Linked DNA regions of Mus musculus: region 1 is linked to region 2. Evidence: chromatin contacts called from public Hi-C data. All regions are on one chromosome and are shown on one strand. Each heading gives the region's core, a stretch centred on a gene start, on an enhancer-like site or on the middle of the called end of the contact. The rest is flanking DNA. Distances are from core to core; before and after follow the strand shown.

Evidence for each region. A called contact is a pair of places that touch in the nucleus more often than the background predicts.
Region 1: a contact with region 2 is called in a Hi-C map of muscle stem cells, with 1.8 times the contacts expected there. The contact joins two enhancer-like sites. A contact is called at or near these places in 2 of 484 Hi-C or Micro-C datasets (muscle stem cells and nephron progenitors) and 1 of 115 datasets of contacts at active chromatin or transcription factors (fibro-adipogenic progenitors).

Annotation. Positions count from the first base shown.
Region 1 is chr14:66,850,782-66,854,354 of GRCm38.p6, forward strand. The region is part of intron 3 of Dpysl2 (dihydropyrimidinase-like 2); the gene reads right to left. Among named protein-coding and RNA genes, the nearest start is that of Gm5464, 16 kb to the right of the region's middle. Within about 2 kb of position 1,605, at least 37 of the 459 cell types and tissues checked have an H3K27ac peak or open chromatin away from gene starts, as enhancers often do. A contact at or near this core is called in fibro-adipogenic progenitors and muscle stem cells, where this site is marked.
Region 2 is chr14:66,493,061-66,497,163 of GRCm38.p6, forward strand. No RefSeq gene overlaps it. Among named protein-coding and RNA genes, the nearest start is that of Gm41184, 22 kb to the left of the region's middle. RefSeq lists an enhancer at 1-4,059. Within about 2 kb of position 1,786, at least 127 of the 459 cell types and tissues checked have an H3K27ac peak or open chromatin away from gene starts, as enhancers often do. A contact at or near this core is called in fibro-adipogenic progenitors and muscle stem cells, where this site is marked.

The DNA of each region.
Region 1 (3,573 bases), core at 355-2,854, 360 kb after region 2:
AACACCTCCCTCCCATGGCTTTGCCCTAGCCCCACTACCCTCTCCAAATGCCCTCACCATGTTCCTGGATTTCCTAGACTCTCACCAGTGAGCCCCAAACCCTCTGTTCTTTATAAAGGACCTAGTCCGTGCTATTTAGTTAGAGCCATAGAAAGTGGCGGAACACAAGTGGTCTCCAGTAGCCACACGGCTGAATGCTCTTAACCAGAGAGAAAAATCAGGTGACAAAGAGAATGTGTCTCTGGAACAAACAGGACAAAAGTCACTTCAGGACAGTGAGGAGCACTTTGAGTTTGAGGAAGGGGTGGTAAAACAATTCTCAACAACACAGAAGTCAGATCACAAATCAAATTTAGCCTCCAAATCTCCCAGAGTCAGACATTCCTCTAAACCAGTTGGGCTGTCAGAGGAGAGCTGATGGACTGCCTCGCTCCACCTCTGTAACCCACCCCAGCCTCGTGCCCAGTTCTGTCTAATCTACCACACCCTGAACCCTCTCCTAAATGCCAGGAGGCATGAAAGGCCTCCAACAGGCAAGGAAAGCCAGGGGGAAATAGAGGGCTTCTTGCTGGAGCTAATAAGCAACAGTCTATCCCAGAACTAAGGTCTCCTGATTTTCTCTAAGATGCGTCCTTGAGAGATGGAGGCCTCAAATTCTTTCCACTGCACCTCATGTTTCCTTAGTGAATCCCTGGGATAGCTACACAAAGGAAAAAACAATGCTATGAGCAACAGCCCAAGCCCAGACGGTGGTGGGCTCCTCCCTGTCCTCGGACTCCCACCCCCAACAGCAAAACACCATATTCGAGGGTTGTTTGCTTCACCATCAGGTATAGGGAGGGATGAGCTGATAAACCTCACAGAGACTTAGAAAAGAGGAGCCCCAGACAAGGTCAAGGATCCTCTGAGGGCAGTTGGCTCCACCTGACATTGAACAGGGGCTGGGGCCTCTCCCAAGTGGGATTCACTTAGGCTGGTGAATTCATAGCATAAGTCACTATTGGGGACTGCTGTCCAAACAGCACTCAGGAATGCAGGAGAAATCTAGGTCATGGAGGCAGGGCTACTGTGGAGAGACCAAAGGCAGTCGGTAGACCACCATGGTGGCAAGCCTCTCCCCACGGGTGTAGCCTCCCTCTTAGTGGGAGATGTCCAATAGCTGATCATTTTCGCCCTCTATATTACAGAAAAGGGAAAGGCACTTTGAAGTGATGGTTGGTTGGAAATGCAGGATAAAGCCTGAATACTAGAATCTTCCTGCTGCTGGCAAGACAGGGGACTGGACAGAAGCCTGATGCTGCCGGCCAACTCAAAGTAAGTAAGGGATGTGCTCAGGGTTTCTGTGGCGTTCACGCACATTCTAATTGTTAAAAAGCAAGCAAACAAACGAAAAAATCAAACCCTTTTAGCTGAGAAAACAGCTTATTTGATTAAGTGCTTGCCGTACAAATCTGAAGAGCTGAGATCAATCCCCAGAGTAAATGCAGAAAATTTGGACGTGGTGGTGGTCAATAAAATCCCAGCACTGCAGATGTGGAGCTCTGTGGACCTCTAGTGCTGGCTGCCTCGCTTCCTTGCTGCGTGACCTCTCTGACTCCTATCTGCACAATGTCGGAGCTTGGATCGGAACCTTAGCTAGACTCACAGTAATGAAGCAAGTCCGTAGTCATCTCTGGGCTTCCTCCCAATCCTTCAGTCCTAGCTGGGTAGTCAGCTCTTGACCTTCAAGGTCAAAGGGAGGACAGGACAGGAAATGAGGGCCCAGGGTTTGCAAATTCTCAGAGCACTTAATTAATAATCTCTACTTGCAAATAAACTTTCTTCCCGGGTATTGTATGTCTATGGAGAAGGTCCAGAAAGCATCTGTGAGGTCATTGGCAGAGCTCGTCAGAGGACAAGGGAACAAAACAGGAGAGCACCTTAATAGTCCACACATGCCTTCCTTTGTTTGGGTCAGTCTGGCCTGCACCTTGCCCCGATGTTACATTAATAGGAAATAGGTTGAAGTGCATCCATCAGACAGGACCTTAAATGTTTGTCCTTAGAGATGTTCCACGGAGTTGCACAAAATGACCCAACACACAACCAAGACTCCTTACTTAAGCTGTGACTTCCTATCAGGTCCCCAGTTCAAACCCTGAAGAGAAACCTTCTTTCCCTCCCAGGTTTAATAGTGGCTGTATTCAGCCTGGCTTTATCTGTTATGATTTGTATTGATAATGAATTAAGGTGCAGAATAAATAATGATAGTAACAACTACCAGCTAAAGAAGAACAGTAGAGGTGTCTGCTATAGCACCTTCCGGAACCAGCCACTCACGGCACCATGGGAGCCATGATGTCATCCTCTGGTTTGATGCTATGAGACAGGAAGACACAGCCCGCAGTGTCCACCCAGAAGAGACAGAGCTCTGCTTTCTGTCAGGCCCTTCCCAAGCCCACTTCCCTGAGTTGTAGGCACTATATGACTAAATGGTTCCTTAGCCAAAATACCCACTGGAAAGGATCTGTCACTAAGGCTGGCAGAAGAAAGACTCGGGACTGTATCCTAGGATCCTCACCAAGTTACAGGACAGGAGGGTGGAGCAGAGGATGCTAGTACCAGCTCATGGCGAAATGGACACTAAGATACAGACCAGGTAACAGGTCCACCATGAAAACCACAGGGCTCAGTGTGCACAGCAGCTCAGAAGAGGCGCAGCACTGGCCTTCTTGGATTTCCAAAGACAACTGAGATCCAGTGAGGAAAGTGTCCTGGGCACAAATTTACATCTACAAAGCCAAGAGGAACTGCTTTACATAGGCTTCGCCACAAAACAGACTTTGAACTCTTCCTGATCTTATCAAATACTGTGTCTCAGCACACATTCAGGCAGTAGGTGACTGCATCCTCCATTCGGAAGAGACAGACAGATGACTGATGGGAGAGACAGTTTCGATGAATGACAGACAAGACACACGGATGGGTAATTCAATAGATTATAAATAGGTACAGACACATTTAATACTACAGTAAATTACAGAGATGCCAATAAACACAGTAGATCGATGCATATGTGACAGATTAATTAAAAGAGATGAATAGATAAAAGACAGACAGGAGATAGATGGATGGGTCACAGACTGAGCTATGACCTGGAGAAGAGTAGTGCCCCCCCCCCAAATTTCTTATGTTGAAATCCCACCCCTAGGAGGATAGCATTAGGAGGCGGGGCTTTAGGAAGTGATCATAGAACTGCTAACGCTGCCATAACTACCCCCCAACAATTTCCACCATGTGAGGGCACAGTGTCTATAACTCATAAAACAGGCCCTCACAAGACATCACATTTTCTCATGTCTTGATGCTGTACTCCCCAGCATCCACAACTCTGAGAAGTAGATTTCTGTGGTTTATAAACTGCCCCATATGATATTTTGTCATAATAGCCCAGGGTAGTAGGTAAGTAGGTGTGTGTGTGTGTGTGTGTGTGTGTGTGTGTGTGTGTGTGTGTGTGTGAGAGAGAGAGAGAGAGATATTTCCCAATAGATTCAACAGATGGCAGATACATACATACATACATACATACATACA
Region 2 (4,103 bases), core at 536-3,035:
AGTAACAAAGCTTCTCTATTATTCTGTGCCTCTGGCCCTCACACTAGGGTCCCATTTATCAGCCTTCTCTCTATCTATTATGCATTTGTTTAGAAAAGTGATTCAACCTATGTTAACCTAATATATTAGCAATCTCTAACTACCTCCTTTGAATTGCTCCATGGTCCTTAAAGGTCCTTGTATGTCCGGGATGTAGAATTCTTTAATAAGTGACTTCCTTTTGCAGGGAAGTCTCATTATCTATACACACATGCACAGACATAGACATAGGCTTTTCAGTTGTGCTTGCTTTTATGGGTTTATAAATGTGAATTCTATTCTCGATATCCCTTGACTCAATTCCAACATGAATTTTATCAGTACATGTAAATCATATTGTGCACGACTATGGGGACATTTCGCTTGGACTCGTACCTGCATGCCTTTGTTCTGGTCCTTTCCTGATCCTGCCTTAAACACCTTAATTTTGCAGATGGGCAAACCAAAGTTAGCATTAGGACTTTATTATCCATTTCCTAAGGTCAAATAACTTCCCGTAATCTCGAGACCAGAATATAGATAGATTTCCTAACTCCAGGCTTTTTGCAGCAGACATTTAGTCTCTCAGTGACTAAAGGCCAGAGGCATGCTGGGAGAGAACATGGTGTGGAATACAAAGGGATCTATTTCATGCTGCGTCCAGAGGTGTCATCCATACCCAGGAAACACTTTTAATTACTCACCTGGCATTAATTTACTGATCTGTGTCTACTCGGTGACTAGACACTCCCTGGCCCATGCTGATTAAGTCTGGTGTGAATCAGATTGTCACATCACGCTTTATCAGCAGCTTGGAAAAGTAGCCTCCCCCACAGCAGTCCCTACACAAAGGCGATGAATTGATTTGGTCTCTAATTGCTGTGCACAGAATAACATTTCCTTACAGTTGGTTTGTTTGGGTTTTTTAAGATTAATTTTTAACTTTTGCAAACAAGTTAAAGTGTAAATGACACCATGGTCCCTGCTTCCCTATCATCTCCCCCATCTGACCATGTGACCCTTCCCTGCTTTGTCCTCTCTTAAATATATGGATACAACTTACTCAGTCTATTTAGTGTTGTCTGTTTGTGTATGATTTCTGGGCTGACCACTTGATAGTGGACAACCAAATAGGTGAAATGACACTTTATAAATTGCTGCACCTGAATAGTTGGTCCTTATGTGCCAACTATATTCGGAAGCTCGTACAAAACAGCAGGATAAATTCCTTAATAGGACTTAGTTCTTCACCCGCTTGTAGATTAAAGCAGAAAAATGTGGCCATACTTTATATTAACAATATAATTTTCTATGTTTATTCAACATGCCAAATTCCTCTTATTGTGAAAAATTGTCTATCCACAAAATTTTATAATAATTGAGCCTATTTGCCTGTCCCCCCTGATGATACTAATATTTTCTTTCCATGGTGTGTTAGGAAATACTCGCCTTAGGAAACAGCCTGATGCTTGTCACAGCTGCAGCCCCACTGATGCAGAAAATCTGGCATTTACAGAGAATGAGACTTGCTCTCTCTGGCTTTGTCTGCCCTTCTGCAATCGCCTTTGTTTAGTCTTTGTGTTTGGAGCCACTGAAAAGAGACAGCTTTCAGGAGCAAGTGAATAGGAATGAGGGCATACTCATGTGTGAATAAGATGGTGATGGCAAAGAAAATTGATTTTCCCCCTCCAGCTGAAGTCTGTGGGGGAGGTTGCTCTGCTTGTCACTGATAGCTGTATGAGTCACAGCCCGGGACCGCCCCCAGGCCAGACCAGCCCCTGCTGCGGTTACCATGGCACTTGGAGCTCCTATCATAAGCTTCACCATCAGAGCTCAGTACTGATAGCTCCCTGTGCTCTTTGTGCATTCGTGGATAGATGTATCAGAGATGAGAACTCGCTTCTACACCAGTGTCTAGCAAAGGGCTGACACACAGTGGGTACTTCAGGCGTTCAATGAAAGAGTGAATACCGTTTAAAATTAAGCTCATTTATAACTTCCATCTTTTGAAAGAAAAAAATTAAGATTTATTTTTATTTTTGAGGATTGTGTATTTGTGTGAATATATGTTCTCTCTCTCTCTCTCTCTCTCTCTCTCTCTCTCTCTCTCTCTCTCTCTGTGTGTGTGTGTGTGTGTGTGTGTGTGTGTGTGTTTGCCTACAAAGGCCAAGAGAGAGCATTAGATCCCCTAGGGCTAGAGTTACTTGTTGCTATGAGCCACAACAATATGGATACTAGAAACCTGAATTCTTCCTCTACAATTCAGTAAGTGCTTCTTTTAACTGCTGAGTCATCTCTCCAGCACACCAGTTTCCTTAACATGCAAGCAAGCAAATAAACAGTTTTACTGAAATATAGCGAACATACACAAGACCCACACATACTTGGTTACAGTTTGATGAGTTTGGGCATGTGTACACACCCACCCTATCACCATGGACTAGGTAATGAACATGCTGTCACATCCAAGAGTCTCCTGTGCATCTCCTTTAGGTTCAAAATATTTCAAAACATGAATTCCAGAACACCAAAGAAAAGTGAAAGCCAATCTCTGCTCTCTGACCCTTGACAGCTTTGTTTTCCCAAACTCGGTTTTCTTTCCACTTGCCTCTCTTCCATCCCATTCCCAACATCCTGCAAACCACACCTACCTGTAATGCATGGGATGGGGGGAGGGGAATAAAGAGAGAGAATAACAAAGTGGAAGCATGCAGAGGATACAATGACTGGGACAATCTCTCTTATCCTCCAAAATGTATAAGCAGGATCTCCACTGCAGTCCCATGACCAGGTGATGTTTATCTGGATGAGCTACAGTTGTAGAGAATGTGTGTGCCGCTTTTATGACATTTGCTTATCTCCAAGTGAACAAATAAACCCTGGTCCAAAGCCCATACCTGGGAAGTCACGGACCCTAGGATAGAGCTGACTGCTCTTATTTGGCTAAACGGCCATACTATCAAATTGCCTTCTAAATATTTATGCTTATACTCATAGACCCAGGCTGCTCTCAGCCGTAGTCAGAGAAGTTTTCTTCTGCATGAGCAAGAGCCAAGAGCAAGATGCAGAACTTGTCAGAGTGCAGAGATGGAGTCCAGTGGCACTGGCCTGAAATTGCAGTTACAATTTCAGGGGTGGGGGGTGGGGGGTGGGGGGTAGCAATAGGACACTTGCAAATTCAAAGCCTGTATGGGCTACAGAGTGAGGTCAAGGCCAGCCTAGGCAATGTAGCGAGAGCCTGTCTCTAAATAAAGAAGTTCAGAGAGGCAGGTCTATAGCTCAGTGGTAAAGTGCTTGCCTAGAATATCCAAGGCAAAAGGTTTAGAAAGAAAAGAGCCCAGTTATTCTCACCTCTGCTCTGCAACCTGACAAATACGCACAAACCTTTAGGATTAGTCTGCATTTTAAACGTCTTCTCCATTTCTTTCACAGGTCTATATAAGTAACAAAATTTAAGTCAAGCCCTGCTTGGTAGCGTTTGAGGTTTCTATAGTTCAATTCTCCCTTCCACCATGTTGTGCTGAGTGAGGGACTCAACAGCACCAAGCACAGAGCAGGGGAAATGGAAGAAGTGCAAATCTACCTCAGGTTGACGTGGACATGAATATCCTTAAAAGCCACACACTAATGCCCAAAGGGACAGGATGGTTCAGTTGTTAAATGTGTGGGCTGCTTGGAGCTGCCTTTGAAGCCCTCCTAAGTACCATGATTTTATTCATAAAATTCACCTGCATGGAACAGGGCCTCCGGATTGAGCCCCTCCCCCCTCCCCCAGGCCTCTACTGAACTCCTGCCCACTTGGAGACTCACACCATATCTCTTTGCCTTCCAGTGTGCCCCACGTCCCTGAGATTCTTAGCCATTGTCCTTCATACCTTAAAGACTTTCCTTCAGTATCTATGTGGGGATTGTCCTTCTAAGTCATCATTCTTTACGTAGTCCCCTTGGAGAGTACTGGCAACCCAATCTCTTGAATATATCAAGTATTCAACAAAATGTTCCTGAGTTACTCAGTGAGTGATTGGCACCCAGCTCTCATTTGAGAGTCAGCCCTTGATTCACAGACTATACCCGAGACTGGTGAC